Linked DNA regions of Mus musculus: regions 1, 3 and 4 are each linked to region 2. A link is a contact called in public HiChIP or PLAC-seq and promoter capture Hi-C data. All regions are on one chromosome and are shown on one strand. Each heading gives the region's core, a stretch centred on a gene start, on an enhancer-like site or on the middle of the called end of the contact. The rest is flanking DNA. Distances are from core to core; before and after follow the strand shown. Region 1 holds the start of Pgk1 (phosphoglycerate kinase 1). Region 2 holds the start of Itm2a (integral membrane protein 2A). Region 3 holds the start of Taf9b (TATA-box binding protein associated factor 9B). Region 4 holds the start of Magt1 (magnesium transporter 1).

Region 1 (5,030 bases), core at 1,942-4,441, 1.2 Mb before region 2:
ATCTCAGACTTTCTGTGAGTCAGGGATTTGACAATACTTAAACTGGTTTTAGTTGGAAGCATCTCCTGAGATTGTAATTATATGCAGACATGGCTTGACTTGGGGGCAAGAGAGTCCACTTCAAAGGTGGCTGGCTCCTTTACAAAGCTGCAGGCAGCAAGACTCACTTCTATGTTGACTGTTGAAAGGTACTCTGAGTTCCTCACTATCTGGGCCACCCCATGAAACTATTTGAATGATCCTAAGACATGGCAGCTGCTGTTCCCAGAATGAAAGATTATAGAGAGGAAGGGGAAGGAAGGGGGAGAAGTAAGAAGGGGGAGGGAGGGAGGAGAAGAGAAAGAGAGATGGGGAAAGGAGGGAGGGAGGGAGGGAGGGAGGGAGAGATCTCCATAGCTACCTTCCATCATTCTGTTAATTAGAAATGAGTCCATATATGTGCAGGGCTTGCTTTTCTCACTGATTTCCATTGTTCCCAGAACAGCAGACTTCCCTTTTTATCTTATTGACCTAACTTGGGTCACTGCCCATTCCCAGACCAATGCGTGACAAAGGGGCACGTGGGGGATGGGATTACCAGGCTCAGCTTAGGTCAACAGTGATTTGTCCTTTGGTGCTAGGAGATAAGCCTATCTTTGCTGAGCACTGGCCACTAACCCAAACGCTCTATTAAATCGGATTTCTGTAAGCAAGGAAGGTGGGACCTGGTGAGGTAACTGACTGTAATGAATGGGGTTCTGTCAGGAGAAAAACTGTGTCTCTAACATTGTTATAACACCCCAGGGATCTGGTCCATATTTACCCTGCCTCACGTGTATAATTGTAGATTTTTCTATTTTTCAGGTTTTTCTGTTGTCTCATTGTTGGCTGCTTTTCTTTGTCATTTTAGGCCAGTAGTGGAAAAAGCTTCCCAATCTTTATAATCTTCAGTGTTCTTGTGTTTAAGATATAATACTTACTTCATAAAGTTCTTTTCTTTTCTTTTCTTTCTTTCTTTCTTTTTTTTTTTTTTTTTTTTTTTTTTTTGGTTTTCAAGACAGGGTTTCTCTGTATAGCCCTGCCTGTCCTGGAACTCACTCTGTAGACCAGGCTGGCCTCAAAGTCAGAAATCCACCTGCCTCTGCCTCTCAAGTGCTGGGATTAAAGGCGTGCGCCACCATGCCCGGCTATAAAGTTCTTATGCAGAGTAGTGAGTCATGTATATTCAGCCCTCACCAGTGCCTGGCAAACAGCAAGTGCTTAATAACTGGGAAGAATCATTAAGTTAGGGAGTCACACTCTATGTTTGCATAGTTTCCCCTTTGACAGTCAATATTGTAGTTCTACCTTATCTAAGGACAGTTTGACTCATTACAATGATAACTGAGCCAGAATGGAATGCTACTAAATGGTAGGAAGTCCAGAGAATCATTTGGAAATAACTTCCAGGAGTTGTTTCCCAGTAAGGTTGAAAAGGAAGAAAAGTTGGAAAGGATTGGCAAAAACAAATGTTTATCTTAAACACAGACATACATGCAGGCAAAAAACCCCACACGCAAGGATAAACACAAATTAAAAGGTAGTTATATGTAGAGATCTGTAGCTGGCATTAGGGCATTCAGTTCAGTATTGCTGGCACTACGGAGTCTCCTTCAGAACCTGGGCAGGTAGGATGCTTTCATGCGCCCAGAGACCTTGCCATCCACCGTGGAAAAGAATCTCACCAGGATTCAGAGTGGAGAGTTAGCTTGTTAATAAAACAGAAAGACAAAATGTAGGGTCAGTGAGATCAGTTAGCAGGGAAAGGTGCAGACCTCAAAATTTATGGCTTTTTTTTCGTGTGTGTGTGTGTGTGTGTGTGTGTGTGTGTGTGTGTGTGTGTACTTAAATATGTAAGGACAGCCTTCTCAGTCTGTGTAAAGTCGCTTGTATGTATCCGATTTCAGACTGCACTACTGCTATTGGATAACCATGGGGGCTCTCAGCATTCCTGCAGTCCTTTGTCTCTTCCATGTCACGTGGCTCCTGTTACCCAGTTCTTTTTCCGTCCTCTGTTCTCTTAAAACTGTTTCCCTTTCCTGGACCTGTCTCTCCTCTCCATGTATATGCTTATATAAAAAGCTGCATAGGATAGAAAACACATGGTATTGTCTTTCTGAGTTACTTCACATAATATAGTAACTTCCAGAGGTGCTTTGGCCAGTCACTCCTGGATATCTGCCAGTGAGAGAGGTGGAAAGAAAAAACCAGGAGAGTGAACAAGGGCTTCCATTTCTCATGTGCCCTTCAATTTCCTAACTAGTTGTCCTGTCTCAGACCGTCAGGCAAGCACTTTACCACTGAGCACCGTCCTTAGCCCAAATGAGTGTCAGTAGAGATTTAAAGTTTTGTTTTTGTTTTTAAACAGTGCTGGAGATTGGATCCACGGCCTCTGGCCCGCATTTTACCACTGAGCTACACTCCCAAAGCAGTCGAAATCACAGTGGCCCAGGATTGAAATGATCACTTAGATGCTTTGCAGTCTTGATAAGACACTAAATCTTTGTCTATCAGTTACTTCATCTTTAATAACAGAACGTACTTAGGAATTTTATGAGCATTGTTAGTTAGCATGACACATGCTATATGTATTCGTCATTATGAATAATGTAACCACAGCAATTACATTGTACTTTTTATTATAAAAGGGGGGAGGGGAAGGCCTGGTCCTTTTTTAACTTCTGAGAGGTTTCGATTACTAAGTAAGACCTTATGTAGACTTCCATTTGGGAGCTGAGAAAGCAGAGGATTCCAAAAGGGGATGACATTTGCAAAGGTCTAGAAAAGGCGCCTGGGAATTCTACCGGGTAGGGGAGGCGCTTTTCCCAAGGCAGTCTGGAGCATGCGCTTTAGCAGCCCCGCTGGGCACTTGGCGCTACACAAGTGGCCTCTGGCCTCGCACACATTCCACATCCACCGGTAGGCGCCAACCGGCTCCGTTCTTTGGTGGCCCCTTCGCGCCACCTTCTACTCCTCCCCTAGTCAGGAAGTTCCCCCCCGCCCCGCAGCTCGCGTCGTGCAGGACGTGACAAATGGAAGTAGCACGTCTCACTAGTCTCGTGCAGATGGACAGCACCGCTGAGCAATGGAAGCGGGTAGGCCTTTGGGGCAGCGGCCAATAGCAGCTTTGCTCCTTCGCTTTCTGGGCTCAGAGGCTGGGAAGGGGTGGGTCCGGGGGCGGGCTCAGGGGCGGGCTCAGGGGCGGGGCGGGCGCCCGAAGGTCCTCCGGAGGCCCGGCATTCTGCACGCTTCAAAAGCGCACGTCTGCCGCGCTGTTCTCCTCTTCCTCATCTCCGGGCCTTTCGACCTCACGGTGTTGCCAAAATGTCGCTTTCCAACAAGCTGACTTTGGACAAGCTGGACGTGAAGGGGAAGCGGGTCGTGATGAGGTAATTCCGTACTGCTGCCCTCAAGCCCTCGGGGCCACATTCTCTCTGGCCGTGGCAAGCACGGTTTTCCCATCACCTTAAGTTGCACTTATTTTTCAGCTGGGTCTTGGGGGTCCTGGGTTTGGAGGTTAAGGCTGTTCCTCTCACCTCATTGGGGCGGAGACTGTGTCTGAGTTTGCTTTTCTGCGTCCTAACTGCTTCTAGCTTAAAAAGCGACCAAATGTGTCCTTTAGGGAGTTGATCCCACTGATAAAGGGCTCAGATTCTCAGGACTCAATCTTTTTCCCATTTCTGAAGTGCAGTTTCATCTCTTGTAGCGAGAATGGACGTAGTACTTATCCTGCAAATCTCTAGGCCCCTGCTGAGGGACCTTGAAAGGTCATTTAGCTAGTTTCCCTTCCCCCAAGATTCTTGGACCATCCGTGACGAATCCGAAACCGCCCACGTTTCATTGGTCCTGGTACAAATGATTTCTTTCCCAAAAGATGTTGCTCAAAGTCCTCTCGAGTGGAGGTCCCTCTCCCCAAAGAATTGTGGGTGGGAGGGTGAGGCCCACTGGATGAAGCTCTGTATGGCTTATATAACAGGCCTCTGCTGCCCTACCTTGCGGTTGGACTCCTGGCCCTGGGGTTTGCATCAGGATTGTGACACATGCAGGGTGTGGCCGCCGGGAGTTGGAGGCCTGTAACCTCACTCGAGAGGTGGCTAGAGAAGCAGGATGTCAGAACTGAGGAAGGCTCCCACGCACGTGGCACATGTGGGTCCCAGGTCACTGACTTAACTTGGCTTCTCCCTTACCTGAAAGAATTACTAGGGTGTATGCGTCTTCTCCTTTTTGCCTTTCATAATGTATACTTTTTTTTTTTTGCCAGGAGTCAAGGATGATGGTTAGATACATAACTGATGGGCCTGGTTGTTCATGTAACAACTATAGGACCCAAGGATGGGAATTTTTAAGGGCCATTGATGGTCGCAGTGACTGACTACTCTGCCTGCTTGACCTTCTTTGGAAGTGGATGACTGATTGGCAGTAATCCTGGTCCCTTTGAAGATTTGGGCCAGTTCAAGTGAGGGCATCCTTTAGATACTAACACATGTAAGGGAACAGAGGTTCTCTGGCTTCTGTACAGGCACTTATTTTATCGTAGCCAATATTGGTAGGTGGCCTTCTCTTCCTGGGCTGATATCCAGAACCAACCCACTGTATTATGTTCATGCAAAACACTTAATGTTACCCCAAATGGGATAGAATAATCAGGATGGAGCAGAAATCCCAGCCACCCTAATCATAGATAAAGGGCAGGTTCTAGCTAACTTTTCATTCTGTTCTAAGGACAAAAGATTCATCCTGTGAGGGAGACAGGCACTACTGGCTTGAGGCTGACCTTTTCAGATGCATGCAGCTGCTCAAAGACAAGACAGTGGGCCATTGTGCTGGTCACTTTTGTGGGATGGCAGTTTGGGATTTTATGCTATTTTCTACAGAGAAACTATCTTAAAGGAATTAACTCCGGTTGAGGGTGAGACAGGAGGCAACAGTTCTCTTTTGCCCCAAATCAAGCTTCATTTAACCCAGGTTAACCTTTAAGCCTGGAAAAGACTGGCTGGCCTCCTTTGGCTGAT
Region 2 (4,924 bases), core at 1,699-4,198:
AAGTTGGAAAAGAGTTATTACCTTTCATTTTAGAAATTGATTAATTACTATTCTTAATTTTATTAGTAAGTATACTGCTTGCTGGCATTATCCATTCCTCTGTAGACTACACTAATGTTATTTTCCAAGTCTTAGATTAAACACTAGTTGTGAATGTAGAGAATATGCTACATACAAGAGCTGTCTGTGAAGCAGTAATTTAAACATTCTATGAAATCAATAATTTTCTGATGAATTCTCAAAAGAAAGATCCAAAACAAAAAGGAAGCAATTAATTATAGGGCATGGAGCTGCAAGGCGTGCCATTTTAAATTTGCATGTCACAACATACTCCTCGGCCACATTACATCTCGACGATAGAATTAGTGAAGTCAGGCAATCTCAGCCCTGATAACCCAAGCTGATATTAAACAATTATTTTCGTTGGCCTTCCATTGGAGTTTTTCATGAAATTGCTATAATACTTGGATATTTAACTGCCCTTATATTAAATTTGGTAAAAAAAAATGCTTGTTAATATGGAATAAGCATGGGTAGAAAATCATTTGATAATTTTGTTTTCAAAATAAAGATTTTTTTTTAATTTAGAGGTCAAAATTTGAGATTCATATTTTTAATAAAATTTATTTAAGCTTATTTCATCAGTTAGATTCTACACATACTGAAATGTCTTAATTATTTTCCTTAAAAGTCTATATAATACTGAACACTACAGAAACTGAACTTTAAATTTTGATTGGAAACTACTGTCATAGAACTGTGGGATCTCAGGAGACATTTTGTATAATTAAATTTAGGTGCGGAAATATGAAATGACTTGCTAAAAGGCACATAATAGCTTAATTTGAAATTCTCTGAGCAATGAAATTTTTTGTTATTGAGACAGAAGAACAATTTGAACTGTAATTTCATATCTCTTTTCCAATAATTCAGGAAGTTTATTGTTTAGTATGGCTAAAGTATGAGGGTCTCGGTTTCACTAGAGGTCCCTATTTAGGAGGAACAAGGATTTCTTTTGTTTTCGTTTAACTTTGTGAGATTCGGTGTAGTTGAACGAATTGATTATCATAGCTAATTTCTTTTTGAAGTGTATTTTAAAAGTTACTGTATATCACTTGCCAATATCAGTCCAATGTGTTCATTCTCTGTTGATCAGACCTAATCCATATATCGCAAAGTAATGTGTCATGTTTTACTGACAAAGGGGGCCAGGACAGGATTCTATTGCCGCTTCTCTGAAACCTAACAAAAAATATAATCAAGTGAAAGGTTTGTTTTTATTTAGTCCCCATCACACCACAGGACTGGCAGAAGTATTACATATTAATTGAATCTTTCTACAAGTCATGAAGTTTTTGGTGGCGAGGGGAAAAAAGGATTACTGTGTGGCTATTTTTAACAACTGGCATCTCCTTAGACCTCCCCTCAAATCTGGCCGTGTTTCATTTACAAAGTTAGTAGGAAGACAACTACATATTTTTGACCTTGTGTCATTTAATTAAAACCTCAACAATGCAAGGGGGGTGTTACTTTTGAGTTCTAAAATGTGTGATACACAAAAGCTAGTTTGATTGCAGTTAAATATCGGAAGTTTCCATGATGAAAGTTCTGCGGCAGCGCACATTGGCATTCCAAATTGTATGCATAATTATGTTTTACTATATGCATTCAGATGTCACTCAAAGCACTTTTCAAATATCCAGTCTGAACCTAGAAGAGAAAACTCTCTAAAGACACCAGGACAAGTTAAGGCAGATCGAGCTCCAGTACTGCAGATTCCACAGAAGTAGAAGAAAATATTATCACTTTTTCAAACTAAGATTTAACTGAGGAAAAAGAGTTTATCGACACTACAAACATGGTTGGCATTAAAAGGAAATATAAATTTGTCTAGATGAACAACCTAGGAAGAGAGAACTTCTCCAGTGCCTGGAAAATGAATTGTTTAAATAGCAACATGGATATGCTTCACATGGCTATATGAGGGATATTGCTAAAAAAATAATAAAAAGTAAAAAATAATAACAACCAAAACAATAAGATCTCAAATTTTATTTTTAAACGTGATTTATCAAGAATTAAAACCAATATATGTTTTAATAGCTCCATTATCTAACCCTTAACACTAACTAAAATTGTGTGTGTGGGGGGGTGGTGTGCGCGCGCGCGTGCACAGACACACACGCGCGCGCGCGCGCGCTCATGCGCGTGCAGAAACACACTTTCCCCAGAACATACAGTTTGGAGTTCAGGCTGCCCCTTGCCTCCATTCAACCGCCACAAAAGCAGTCCTACAAAGACAGAGATTCATATAACTTTACCCATGTCAAAAATAAAGAACAGTTAAGTCTCTTGCCCTTGTTCACTCCGTGTGGCTGCTCGGCCCCTGTAGCTATAATTGCTTCTCTGGATAATTCCATAACCCATTTCTCAGAACAAATGACATGCAGGAATTTCTTCAAACTCCTTCCAACAACTTCCCTGGGGTAGGTGGTGTTAAGCGATAGAATCGCATGGATGCAGAGGGAATAAGTTGAAGCAGAGTAAAAGGTGACCCACTCAACTCAATGCAGATTGGCCTGCCTGGAACTCCGCTGCAGGGCAGCCAACAGTTTACTCTCTGCACCTGCATATTCCCCCTTTTCTCTCCATCCCCAAACCCCAGAAGACAGAGGTGGGCCCAGTGGGAACTACCTTGCCAGTCAGGATTTGAGCTCGGACAGTGCGACTGACGAGCGCCTCTACATCTTGCCGCGCCTCCTCCTTTTGCACCGCCGTAGGGGTGTTGAAGGCGATCTTCACCATGGTGAATCTTCGGGCTGCGCGGTAAGGCGCGGCTCGAATCAGTATCTTGGGCTGCAGGTTGAAAGAGGAGAGGATCGCGCTTGCTTGAGCAGCACTTAGTGTCTCCTCTCCCAGTCTTCCACAGGCAGCAGCGAGCTCAGGTCTGGGCTTACTTATGACGCAGTCCCAGGCTGGGTGGGAGAGGGTGGGCGGGGCCAGGGAGGTGCTGAGGGAGGAGCGGGAGGGGGCCCGAGCTCTGCAGTGCAACCGAGTGGGGGTGGGTAGCTGCTTAGTTGGAAAGAGAGGGGAACTGGAGCTGATGGCCGGCTTAGGGTAGACATGCCTCACCTGCACCCCAGGCATGCTCCTACTGCCTTCTGCACCCTCAGATAAGAGCAAGGCAGGAAGGAAGCTTGCCTGTCGTGTCTTTCTGCTTCTGTCTGGACCACAATAGCCCCTGACTCTGTTTTCCCAAACTTGGGCCTGGCCCCCCGCGGGGCCAGGGACTGTAACTTGGAGCCAACCCAAGGTTTCTGAGTTCTGCAACCCACCCAGGCCAGAAAGCACAGTTCCCTGACTGTTCTACACCTTTAGACTATCTTCCGTTTAAAGAACACCCAGAAGTCAGTTTGTAGTTGCTTGTTTCATAGTCCAACATTGTTTTTCCTTTCATGCTTTTTGTTTTCTTTTATAATTTTATTTTTCCAACTTAAAGCAATGTTAGATGAGGAAGACGGGGCTTTTGTCTCCCTAACTCCTCATTTTGCAGACAGGACATGATAAGATCCAGAGAAGGGAGGGTAGAAAGCTCTTTCCTAATGAATCAGTGAAATAACCCAGATTTCTTTCTCCCTGATCGGGATAGCCAGAGTAAGGTCTCAGCCCAGAGCCTGTTTCTCTTCAGCCACCAGCTGTGTAACCAGCGGGGGGTGGGTAGGGGGAAGCAGGGGTGTGTGTACCTATGTGTTCAGGGATGTAGGGCATACACAATATAACCAGATGCTGGTGTGGCTCTCATAGGAAAACTATCTGACGGACTGGCTTACAAAGCATTGTGAAGATTTACATGGATATCCGTCTAGTAGAGTTAAAGTGTTTCTTCAGTCAGCTCTCTTAAACTGGTGACATAAAGAGCCTAACTAATGAAATTCAAGCTGTGGTGGCTGGTGATTTAGAGTTGGTGGTAGAGAGTTTATAAATAGTCTTGCTACATAAAACAGAATAGAGGTCTGTTGTATGAAGGGAGCAATACAAAACAAAGCCCCAACAAAACAAAACAAAACACCGTTTTACTAGAGAATTCCCCACCTACTCATCAACTTAACTGAACAGACTTGAATATGCTGAGTTGCTTCCCTTCTGTCCAAGAAATTCTAACTTGGAGTTTTTCCCATGGAGATTGTTTTGCCTCTAAAGCCCTCTCCTGTCTTGACTGTGGGGGCTTTGCAAAGACAGAGTTCATATTCTCTGATAGGTCACAGATGGGAAGGTGGATGGAGAGGAACAGTAAGGAGCTTGTGCCTTGCACAGGGTCAGGACCTTAGAAGCAGGATGTCAGAGTTTACTTAGAAATACTGGCATCTTTTGCTCTTTCACTTTTTACCTAAGTCTGACTATCATAATTCAACATTTGTCAGGCAATCCTTAGTTTTGGCATAGAAAACCTCAGTTTTCCCGGTATGTTTCTCTTTTCAGTTGCCCTCTGTTGGGATTCACCTTTATGACCACTTAGTTAGGATCTGTACTACACTGACCCACACCACCTGCATCACTGAATGCATACCTATTTCCACACACTTACCTACTAAATGCAAGCAGCTGATCAGATAACAAGATGCTATTTTCTGTCCTGAAATGCGGTAAGGCAGGAGGAGCAGGAATTTTTTTTTCCATTTGTTCAAAGAAGAGACCCAAACTCTGATAACTACCAAAGAGAACGTTTGGTCACTTGCTTGGTATGTAGCATTAGGTAAACTACCTGATCTCCTTAGGCACCATTTTTCCTCCTCTGAATTGTGCTGTTGGGAGATCATGTATGAGAATGCAGGAAGAAGTCCACATTGTATTATTCAGAAAAGTAAAAGAAAATGACATGGTTGGTTACCCTAGGACTTAATTTGAATCTGTAGCATATACATAT
Region 3 (4,834 bases), core at 1,832-4,331, 1.2 Mb before region 2:
AGGTATTTTCTTCATTTACATTTCCCATGCTATCCCAAAAGTCCCCCAAACCCTCCCACCTCACTCCCCTACCCACCCACTCCCACTTCTTGGTCCTGGCGTTCCCCTATACTGAGGCATATAAAGTTTGCAAGACCAATGGGCCTCTCTTTCCACTGATGGCCGAAATACTCAGTGTCTTAATTCTGCCTAAAATAAAACTGTCTTATAGCAGAGTTTCAGAAAACAAGGGTGGCCCAATAAAGAGAGTTCTCTTTTCAGTGCTCAGAGAGCCTTAGGTCATATGTCTGAAAAAAAGTCTAGATATGAATGACATACCATTCACCTCACTATTGGATGTCACACACAAAAAGCTATGGCAAAGTGGAAAGTTTGTGAGCTACCAGATCTGGGAGTCAGTCCTAGCTTTGTCCCTGACTCCAATGCAAAAAATTCCCACTGGGTTAGATGAAATAATAAAATTCTTCTAGCTCTGAAAAAAAAATTCCAAGAATTATTTTAACCTTTACTGTGCCATCTACAGGAATTTGGCTTTCTGTAAGTTTACCTATTACTTCCACTCTTTAAAAAAACCTAAGATGAGCCAGGCATGGTGGCTCACGCCTTTAATCCCAGCACTCGGGAGGCAGAGCCAGGCAGATTTCTGCGTTCGAGGCCAGCCTGGTCTACAAAGTGAGTTCCAGGACATCCAGGGCTATAGAGAAACCCTGTCTCAAAAAACCACACAAAAAAAAAAAAAAATCCTAAGATGGAGGGATCCAAAGGGGATAGGGACTCCATATGACAGACAGAGTCAACTAACCTGGACCCGTGGAGGCCCCCAGAGACTGAACCGCCAAAGTGCTAGGATGGGCTAGACCCCTTCCCCTCACATGTGTAGCAGATGTGCAGCACAGCACAGCTTCATTTGAGTCTCCGAACAATTGGAGTGGGGACTGTCCCTGAATCTGTTGCCTGCCTGTGGATTCTCTTCCCCTAGCTGTGCCACCTTGTCTGGCATCAGTGGGAGACTTGTAGTCACTCCTGTAGTGACTTGATGTGCCAGGGTAGGAGGGTACCCAGGGGATTCTCTCTTCTCAGAGGGGAAGGGAGGATGTGGGGAGTAGAAGCTGTGTGAGGGGGGACTGGGAGGAGGGGGGCTTGGATCCCGATATAAAGTGAGTAAATAAATTAATGAAAAAAACCCCATAAGCTAACTAAAACTCCCCTGTCCTCCGTTTTGACATAAGCAATTCATGTAGCCTAAGACAGCTTTGAACCCCTAATCCTCCTGCCTTAGCACCCCTACTGTTGGAATTATAGGCACTAGTTACTACACCTGTCCAGAAAACCTTACCTTTTTAACTAAGGACTTCAGCCTATAGTTTGGAGCTGTTAAGCAGTATCTATCAGGTGGCAGTCTGGGTCCTGCATATGGCTTAATCAGCGGCAAAGGGGTTTGATTCTTCTGCCTTGCAATATCTAGTAAAAACTAATAGAGAAAAATACTCATTAGAAATATACCTTTTAAAGTGTAAGTAAGAAAAACTGCAAATAAACGTTTGCTCACATCTCTTGGGGGAGGAGAGGTAAAGGACTGGTCAGCCCGACACTGGATGGCCAGTCTCACGTCATCGGCATCAACAGTGGGTTTCTTAGCATGACTCGAATAAATCTTTGCATCGTCCAGAATTGTAGTCACATATCCTTTAAGAGCAAAATAATTTTTTCTTAAACGAATGAAGAGATTTCAAGGCAGGATCTTAACTAGCCCATACCGGCCTCACTATATCGCCAAGGGATCCCTTGGAACTTCCGATCCTCTTGCCTCTCCTTCTCAAGGGCTAGATTACAGTATGCATAACCAAGACTAACCTAAAAGCACCTTACTATTTATGCTCCCTGGTTTTTAAAGGTTCCGCTAATTTCTGGAACCTTTATGAATTTTGGTTTTAATCGCTAATTGTCCTATTCGCATACTTTACTTATGCGGACATGCCATATCTAAATACTACAACCCCTTAACTTGCGCTCCTTTTTAGTGCTTTACTCATCTCTAGATTAGTAACAACTGCTTTTGGTTTAAAGTGTTATAGCAAACGAGCTTCTCTAATTCATGAGGTCAGGTTTTGGGTGTATTCACTTATTTAACTTACGGAAAGCAAATTCCAACATTTGATTTATAACCCTTGGCTCATACTCTGTGATTCCCATATCCTTCAGGATCTGTGCCATCACCTGTGGATTCAAAGAAAGACAAAATGCCAGACGGAATGCGCGATGTTAAGTGAAAGAAATCAAGGCTGGATGGAAGGCATATTTTTATATGCAGCAAACCGTTCCTCCTTGTGCCTCTCCCAGTGTTTGCCTATCAGTGATCACACAAAATCAGGCATATGTTCTTGCTGAAAACTTTTAGCAAGGGTGGGAGCAAAGGCACAAGAATGGCCTTTACCGGCTTTCCAGGCAGAGGTAGGGGTGGGTCCAGCTGGCTGTCATTTTCGGATCTGTCAGCGAGGGAAGCTACTAGCATCAGAACCCATGTCGCAGTCAGGGAATCCTCGTGAAGCGAGGAGGCTGCGGACTTGTGGGTGGGGGTGGCCTCGGGCCAGCGAGACAAAGCCCCGCGGCAGCCCTTTGGAGGGGCTCCCCAGGAGCAAGGACGGAGCCCCAGGGACAGGGGGACTCCACTGCCCTTTCCCAGCCACGTCTACCGGCTGCAAACGGCGCGCGATCCCCGCCAGGCGCTCGGGCTCCCCCGGCAAGCGCTCGGGCTGGCCTGTCTCACAGGTCCCAATGCTACGGAGTGCGCCGGGCCCTGCTCCCCGCGCGCGCTTACCAAGGCATCTCTCGGAGCGTTCTTGATAGGCGCCATCTTGGCCGGCTCCATTTTCTCTTGCGGCTCCTCAACCTCGGAGATAGAGCTGCAGGCGGTTTCCACCTCGGTCTGGCTCCACCCCTGTGGGGGATGGAAGGCGGTCCTAGCACGCAGCTCCCCGGCCGGGGCTGCTTCCCAGCCGCCAGCCCCCACCTGTGTGGACTTGGCTACCCGGGGCCCATGCAGGTTCGGAGGTGGAGAGGTGCGGAGGAAGTCGCCCTAGCGATGCTCAGCGACTCTGCGCCATGCAGCGCCAGCTCCCCTCCGACCATCCTCACTCCCACTTAATGCCCACTGGTCCTCGGAGTTTCCTGGAATTCCCTCAGAGGCCCTTCCTCCACTCGGCCGCTGGGTGAACATGGTTCTGGCAAACGCGACAGCCCGTTCCATTTGAATATCACATTAACAACGAATGTGTATCACCACCTCGGCACACAGGCCATGTTGATACTGCAAAATTAGTTGCTCCTTAGCTGACATCCAAATTTAAGTGGGCATTAGGAAATCTTTTTCAAATCTGGGAACCCTACCCAATAGACCAGAGGTTTTCGACCTGCGGGTTGCGACTCCTTCGGGGTCGAACCACCCTTGCACTGGGGTCGCATACGCTGTTTACATTACAACTCATAACAGCAAGAAAATTACAATGATAAAGTAGGAACAAAAATACTTTTATGGTTGGGGGCTCACCACAAGCTGAGGAACTGCATGAAAGCATCTCGAAGGGGGAAAGCCACTGCAGTAGATCCGGTTCTTCACACGTGGGGATTTGGTCTAGCCTACAAAAGCACCGGCTTCCCTACGTCCTCACGGTCTGAGGGGCTCCAGCCTCTAGGGTGGAAACTGGACTCTTTTTTGTCTCCCAGATTGCCCACTCCCATATATATATATATATTTTCAGAATAGGGACCGGCTAAGAGAGGTTTCGAGCGGTTAAACGCTCTTCCGGCATGACAAGTCTGATGACCTCTGAATTCCACAAATGCCCCTGGGCGTGAGTACCCCGAGGTTCACGAGGTTCACGCCATGGCTTCTACTTCCCCTACCCTTAGAATTACGAAGTTAACAGTCTCTGGTTTAAAACGAGTCCGAGAATCCCGTTCCTACGTTTCTCAACAGCCCTGTTCTCTTCCGCCTTCGAAAAGGTTGCCAGGACACCTGGATCAGACACAACCAGGCCCATTAATTAGCGACAAGTCCTATCAGGGTAACTTCACAAAATTACATCCCATCTCGTTGGTACCTAGCTCTAGAGCGTTGATAGTAGCATCTTTCCGCCGACCGCTTACGAAGATTAGAGAATTAGGCCTACCAAATGAGGCCCTTTCACGTCCTCACAACTGAATGGGCCTCGTAGTTATAACAAAGACTGTTTTACTTAAAATTCTCCAGGAGTACCTCTCACAGATTTAACATTTCGGGGCTTAGCGAACCCTTCAGTTTAGGTAGGGCAGTTTACCTCATCCGAGGACGACTCCTCCTCGACAATCTGGTCAAACGCATCCGACTCCTGGTCAGCCATCTTGAACTTTGATGCTCTTGCGGAACCCACGCTGACGGCTCCCAAGCCCCGCCCCACGCACCCCGAGCCCCGCCCCCTGCTCCCCCCTCGCAGCCCCCCGCCCCACGTGCCCTGAGCCACGCGCCCTGCTCCCCCGCCCTCGCAGCCCCCCCTCGCCCTGCTCCCTAGCTCTTCCTTGTCCCGCCCGTAGCGTCTTTTCCCCACTCGTAAGCCAGCTGACCAGTGTTCAAAACCAACGATTACCTTTTCAAAGCAAGTAGAAACTAATAAATGAGTAGTTTGTACCTAGTATATAACAATTAAAAAGAAAAGAAAAAGCGCCGTTTAATTCCTACAGTTTTGACTTAAAACTTGTCTATGCAAAATATGAGAGTATCTTGTTTCTATCGTCTTTCCCAAAGTAAGTTATTTTACTTTGCTGTATCCAAATGTCCAGAATTACTTATCTTGTGCCT
Region 4 (4,915 bases), core at 351-2,850, 1.4 Mb before region 2:
CAGGATTGGTTCCTAGTTCTCAATTGGCAGATCACAACTGTCCTCAAACTACAGTTCTAGGGGATTCTACACCTTCTTTGGCCCTCCATGACGGCAGTGAGCACACACGCATGCAGCAAACACTCCAAAACAGAAAGGCTCTATCAATTTCTTCACCCAGCCAAAAGGCTGCTCACTGGATTATATCTTTAATATTTGTACATTTTTATTTTCCTCTTTGCCAACTTCCCTAATATAATGTTTTCCTTTGCTAGCTCTTCAGTGTTATTGTTTTCAAATAGGGTCTCGTGTAGCCCAGGCTAGCTCTAATTCACTTATTGGCCAAGGATGACCTTGAATTCCTGAACCTCTTTCACTACAGTGTTCTGAATACAGGCATGCCCACCATATGAGGCTTTGCTTAGTTTTTAATCTTATGAAATAATTCAAATACTCAGATAGATACAGAAATTAGTTTATTTATATAACTTAATAGCTGCAATGTTTAACTGGTATTTCAAAAATGTCCTTATAGGTTTTGTGTACTAAAGAATGCACTGGAAATGGCATTAGAGTTAATGGCTTTAGTCTACTTTAAATACAGTAATTAACTGTGTAAAACTAGGGCTGCTCTTCCTTATAAAATTAGAGGGTATAAATAATTATCACCAGTTTTTTAAAGCTCTATGAGTATATGGTTCTAAGTCACAAATGTTCAGAAACACGGGGCTAAAATCCATATGTTCAGACTGCTAAACATCAAGCTAAAAAAAAAAAAAAAAAAAAAAAAAAAGCTGGGCCGTCCCAGCTCACACCTGTAACCTCAGCACTTGAAAGGCAAAGGATTGTCATGAGGTCAAGGCCAGAATGGGCTATAGGGGGGAGAATGCTTCAAATGAAACAGAACAAAAAAATAAACAGAAAGGAATACGAATATTGTATGTTTTCTACATCTCAAAGACTGCCTGTTCCATAAATTGGGGGGGGGGGGCTTAGTTTGCTCTTTCGTGATTGGTGTCCGTCACCAAATACAGACGTTTTACACATTCTGAACGCTTGAACACGGGCATGAAACTGGCATCATCTCACTCATCTAATTTTTCCACTCCTGGGTTGACATGACAGACACATGTCCGAGAGAGCTACATATGGTCGGCAGCAGAAGCTTGCATTATTATATCCTCTGGGTAGCAAAACGAGCTCCTCAGCCCAACACCCAAAGCGGTCCAAACTCCAGGAGTGTCACTACTTGTAGCTGCACGTTCCCCAGCTGCTGGAAGCGAGGTGGTCACCTACTCCAGCCTGCTTTTGAATGTGAAACCCTACAATACAAGAAGTTGCAGCTCCCGCTTTTGTGAAGCCAACTTCCTCCCAACCGCGGACTCCAAGTCACGCCCAGCACAGATCCCTGGGAAGGGGCGAGCGGACCCTTTCTAGCCCCAAGTCGAGAAAGTCCCTGCCGCTGGCAGGCGCCGCCTCACCTCCTTCTTTCTTTGGGCAGAGGCCGAAGGAACCTTGGAAACGAGCAGCAGTGCCACCGCTGCGATCGCACACACAGACCAGAACCACCTTGGCGAGGCCATGTTCACGCTTCTCTCTTGGCGGCGGGGCGAAACTTTCTTCCAGCACGGTCCGAGGGTGGGGCGTGAGAACGGGCGAACCGAGCCCTTGCCGCTCCCCATTGGCTCGGCTCAGCCCTGCCGCTCGACCCCTCACGTGACCTCACGCTCAGCAGACGCCCGCTTTTAAAAAAAAAAAAAAAGTTCTTTTCCGATTGGTTCCCGGGAGCCAATCGGAAAAGGATAATCTGGAGGTTTCTTATTGGTCCGCTGAAAAGGCTGCACCCTTTTCCTACGTGTAAAGACATCGCGCTCAGCGAACTTTTAGTACACATGCGCAGGTTTGAAATGGCGCTGAGGTTTTTTTTTGTTGGTTTTTTTTTTTTTTGAGGCACAAAATGGCTTGTACGTTTAAAAATGGAATCATCATCTAGAAAGCGTTCCTTCCTTTAGAACTGTTTGATTTTGAGCTGGCCTAAGTAACAAAAGCCTCTAATCCACGCATTTTGAATGTGAAAGCAAGAGCATCAATTGTTCAAGGTCATCTTTGGCTCCATTGTCCGGATCCCAGGCCACCTGATTAATGTAAGATTGTCTCAAACATAAAGGAGCCCTCGTGATTTCTCCCAGCCAAACTCCCAGGTTTGGGAGGTGGAAGTGGAGGCAGGACGATTAGGAATTCAACAATTCAAGGAACCTTCAGAGTTCCATTCTAGCCAAGTCCAAGGGAACTACGTGGTCTAAAGCAGAAGCTTGCATTATACCCTCTGGTAAGCAAAATTAATTTCTCAGCCCAAACCTCAGCGCTGACAACACCCAAAACATCCAAATATCTTACATCAAAAGTGGTTTTGTTTTGTTTTGTTGAAATTTGCTCCTTTAGTATAATACTCTGGGACAGGTGCTGGAGAAATGTCTCAAGGGTTGAGAACATTTAACTGTTTTTGGGAGAAGACCCTCCCGGGACCGGCATGGTGGGTAACAGCCTAGTAGTCCCAGGAGATCTGATGCACTCTTCTGATCTTTACAGAGACCAGGCACACACCCATTGCATGTACATTCACGCTGCCACCCCCCCACACCAATCTTTTTTTCAAGCACATACTATTCTTGAAGATGGCTTAAGTACTGTTCCTATGACTGCAACTCCTGATGAAGTTGCTTTGGTCAGGGTGTTATAACATGGCAACAGTAACCCTAAGACATTGGGGAAATATAGATCAGTTGATAGGACATTTAACTGTTATTTGTAAACACATAGGTTTAATCCTCAATATTTCCTCAGTATACACACAAGCGCGTGCACACACACACACACATTATAATTTGGATTTATTTATTTATTTATTTTGCAGCACAGGGCACAGTAAAGGATTGAGTAAAGGACCCCACACAAGCTGGGCAAGCATTTTATCACAACTACATCCAAAGCCCAAGGTGCATTTATTTTGAATGTGTGGAACATACTATGTGATTATTCTTTTAGGTCCTGCTAGAAAGCAAAAACCCCACAGAATTATAATAATTCCACTATTTGGAGAGTTAAGGAGATGATTGTTGAAAGGAAAGTAACTGCTTTAAAAGAGGGACGGGCTGGAAAAATGGCTCAGTGGTTGAGAGCAGGCCCAAAAGATCCTGAGTTCAATTTCTGGCCACCACATGGTGGCTTATAGCCTTCTATAATGAGATCTGGTGCCCTCTTCTGGCCTGCAGGAATAATGCAGGCAGAATGCTGTATAAGTAATAAATAAATCTTTAAAAAAAAAGAAAGGAAAGTAATTGGTCTCCACATAAAGAGATATGAAATAAAATGAGCCTGGCGGTGCATACCTGTAATCTCAGTATTCAGGAGATAGAGGCAGGAGGATATCAGGGATTAATGCCAGTCTAGGCTGCATAGGGAGTTCCTCCTTGAGCTACAAGAGACCCTGTCTCAAACAAAACAAAGCAAAACAAGACAAAACAAAACAAAATAAACAAAAAGACAGATGAGAAGAGAGCAGAAGAGAGACAGACAGAGAGAGACACACAGAGAAAGCAATAGCCACATGTGGTGGCATACTCCTGTAATCCCTGCACTTGGGAGACTAGAGTGGGAAAATCCCAACTTTGAGGCCCACATAGGTTACATGGCGAGTCCCTGTTTCAAAGGAGAGGAGAAAGTAGGATATGAAAAAATTAAGCTGGGCCTCATAGGTCAGTTTAACTCCTACTTGGGAAGCTGGGGTAGGAGGATTACAAGTTCAATGCCTGTCTCTCTACTTTAGAGTGAGTTAACGGCCCATATGAGCCACTTGGTGTGAGCTTACCTCAAAATTTAAAAAGAAAAATTTTTAAATGGTTAAATTATTAGGTATGTCAGCTCACACCTATCATCTTGGGAAACTGAAGCAGGCAGCTTGCCAGGAGATTGAGGCCAGGAGTGGCTCCATAGTAAATTCCAAGCTAGCCTCTACTACAGGATGAAATCTAGTCTCCAAGAAACAAACACAAAAATAACAAACAAGGGGCTGGAGAGATGACTCAGCAGTTAAGAACACTGACTGCTCTTCCAGAGGTCCTGAGTTCAAGTCCCAGCAACCACATGGTGGCTCACAACCATCTGTAATGGGGATCTGATGCCCTCTTCCCGTGTGTCTGAAGACAGCTACAGTGTATTTACATATAATAAATAAATAAATCTTAAAAAATAAACAAGCATACCAAATAAGCATGGTGGTTTGAGTATCTCTGTTTTATGCTCACTCAGGTTGCTTTAGGCATATGAACTGCAGTGGTCATACAGACACAGTGTGGTAAAGAATTACCAATGGATACAAAACATAGTGGATAGAAGCTTATGCAGAATAGGATAGTCATTATGCATTGGAGTTACCTTTTTTTTTTTTTTTTTGCACACATCCCTCCTTTCCACTCAAGATACTTTTTTTTTTTAATTACAAAGGGAAAGCGGTGACTTTAAAGTGTAGAAATCTGGTATGCAGTGCTTGGATTAAATGATTAAGTTCATACTATTACTGAATGGGACATGCTAAGATCCTATACCTTTTGATAGGATGCTCTAAAAAGCAGAGTTTGATTTGTACATTATTTATCTAATCATGACACTAGAGAAGCTAAGGCAAAAGAATTGCAAATTCTAGGCCAGTCTGGGCTACATAGTAAGTTCTAGCCAGTCTGGGTTACATAGGGAGACCTGGCTTACACAGAGTTTCTTTTTTTTTTTTTTTTTTTTTATTTATTATTTATTATATGTAAGTACACTGTAGCTGTCTTCAGACACACCAGAAGAGGGCATCAGATCTCATTAAGGATGGTTGTGAGCCACCATGTGGTTGCTGGGATTTGAACTCTGGACCTTTGGAAGAGCAGTCGGG

What was found. Promoter capture Hi-C pulls out the DNA fragments that hold promoters and counts their contacts. HiChIP or PLAC-seq counts read pairs in DNA pulled down with a chosen protein or histone mark.
Region 1: a promoter capture Hi-C map of pre-B cells shows a contact between it and region 2. The contact joins the promoter of Pgk1 here to the promoter of Itm2a in region 2. A contact is called at or near these places in 3 of 39 promoter capture datasets (the C10 cell line, cranial neural crest and pre-B cells).
Region 3: a contact with region 2 is called in an H3K4me3 HiChIP or PLAC-seq map of embryonic forebrain, with 6 times the contacts expected there. The contact joins the promoter of Taf9b here to the promoter of Itm2a in region 2. A contact is called at or near these places in 1 of 39 promoter capture datasets (the C10 cell line), 1 of 115 datasets of contacts at active chromatin or transcription factors (embryonic forebrain) and 1 of 9 other capture datasets (embryonic stem cells).
Region 4: a contact with region 2 is called in a promoter capture Hi-C map of pre-B cells. The contact joins the promoter of Magt1 here to the promoter of Itm2a in region 2. A contact is called at or near these places in 2 of 39 promoter capture datasets (cranial neural crest and pre-B cells) and 1 of 9 other capture datasets (liver).

What each region holds. Positions count from the first base shown.
Region 1 is chrX:106,183,909-106,188,938 of GRCm38.p6, forward strand. Pgk1 (phosphoglycerate kinase 1) reads left to right here and starts at 3,192. Exons shown (of 11, transcript NM_008828.3): 1 at 3,192-3,407. The coding sequence starts at 3,343.
Region 2 is chrX:107,400,412-107,405,335 of GRCm38.p6, forward strand. Itm2a (integral membrane protein 2A) reads right to left here and starts at 2,949. Exons shown (of 6, transcript NM_008409.2): 1 at 2,695-2,949. The coding sequence starts at 2,805.
Region 3 is chrX:106,216,761-106,221,594 of GRCm38.p6, forward strand. Taf9b (TATA-box binding protein associated factor 9B) reads right to left here and starts at 3,082. Exons shown (of 7, transcript NM_001001176.2): 1 at 2,819-3,082; 2 at 2,136-2,217; 3 at 1,550-1,686; 4 at 1,337-1,471. The coding sequence starts at 2,869.
Region 4 is chrX:106,010,202-106,015,116 of GRCm38.p6, forward strand. It overlaps Magt1 (magnesium transporter 1), which reads right to left and starts at 1,601. Exons shown (of 10, transcript NM_001190409.2): 1 at 1,461-1,601. The coding sequence starts at 1,562.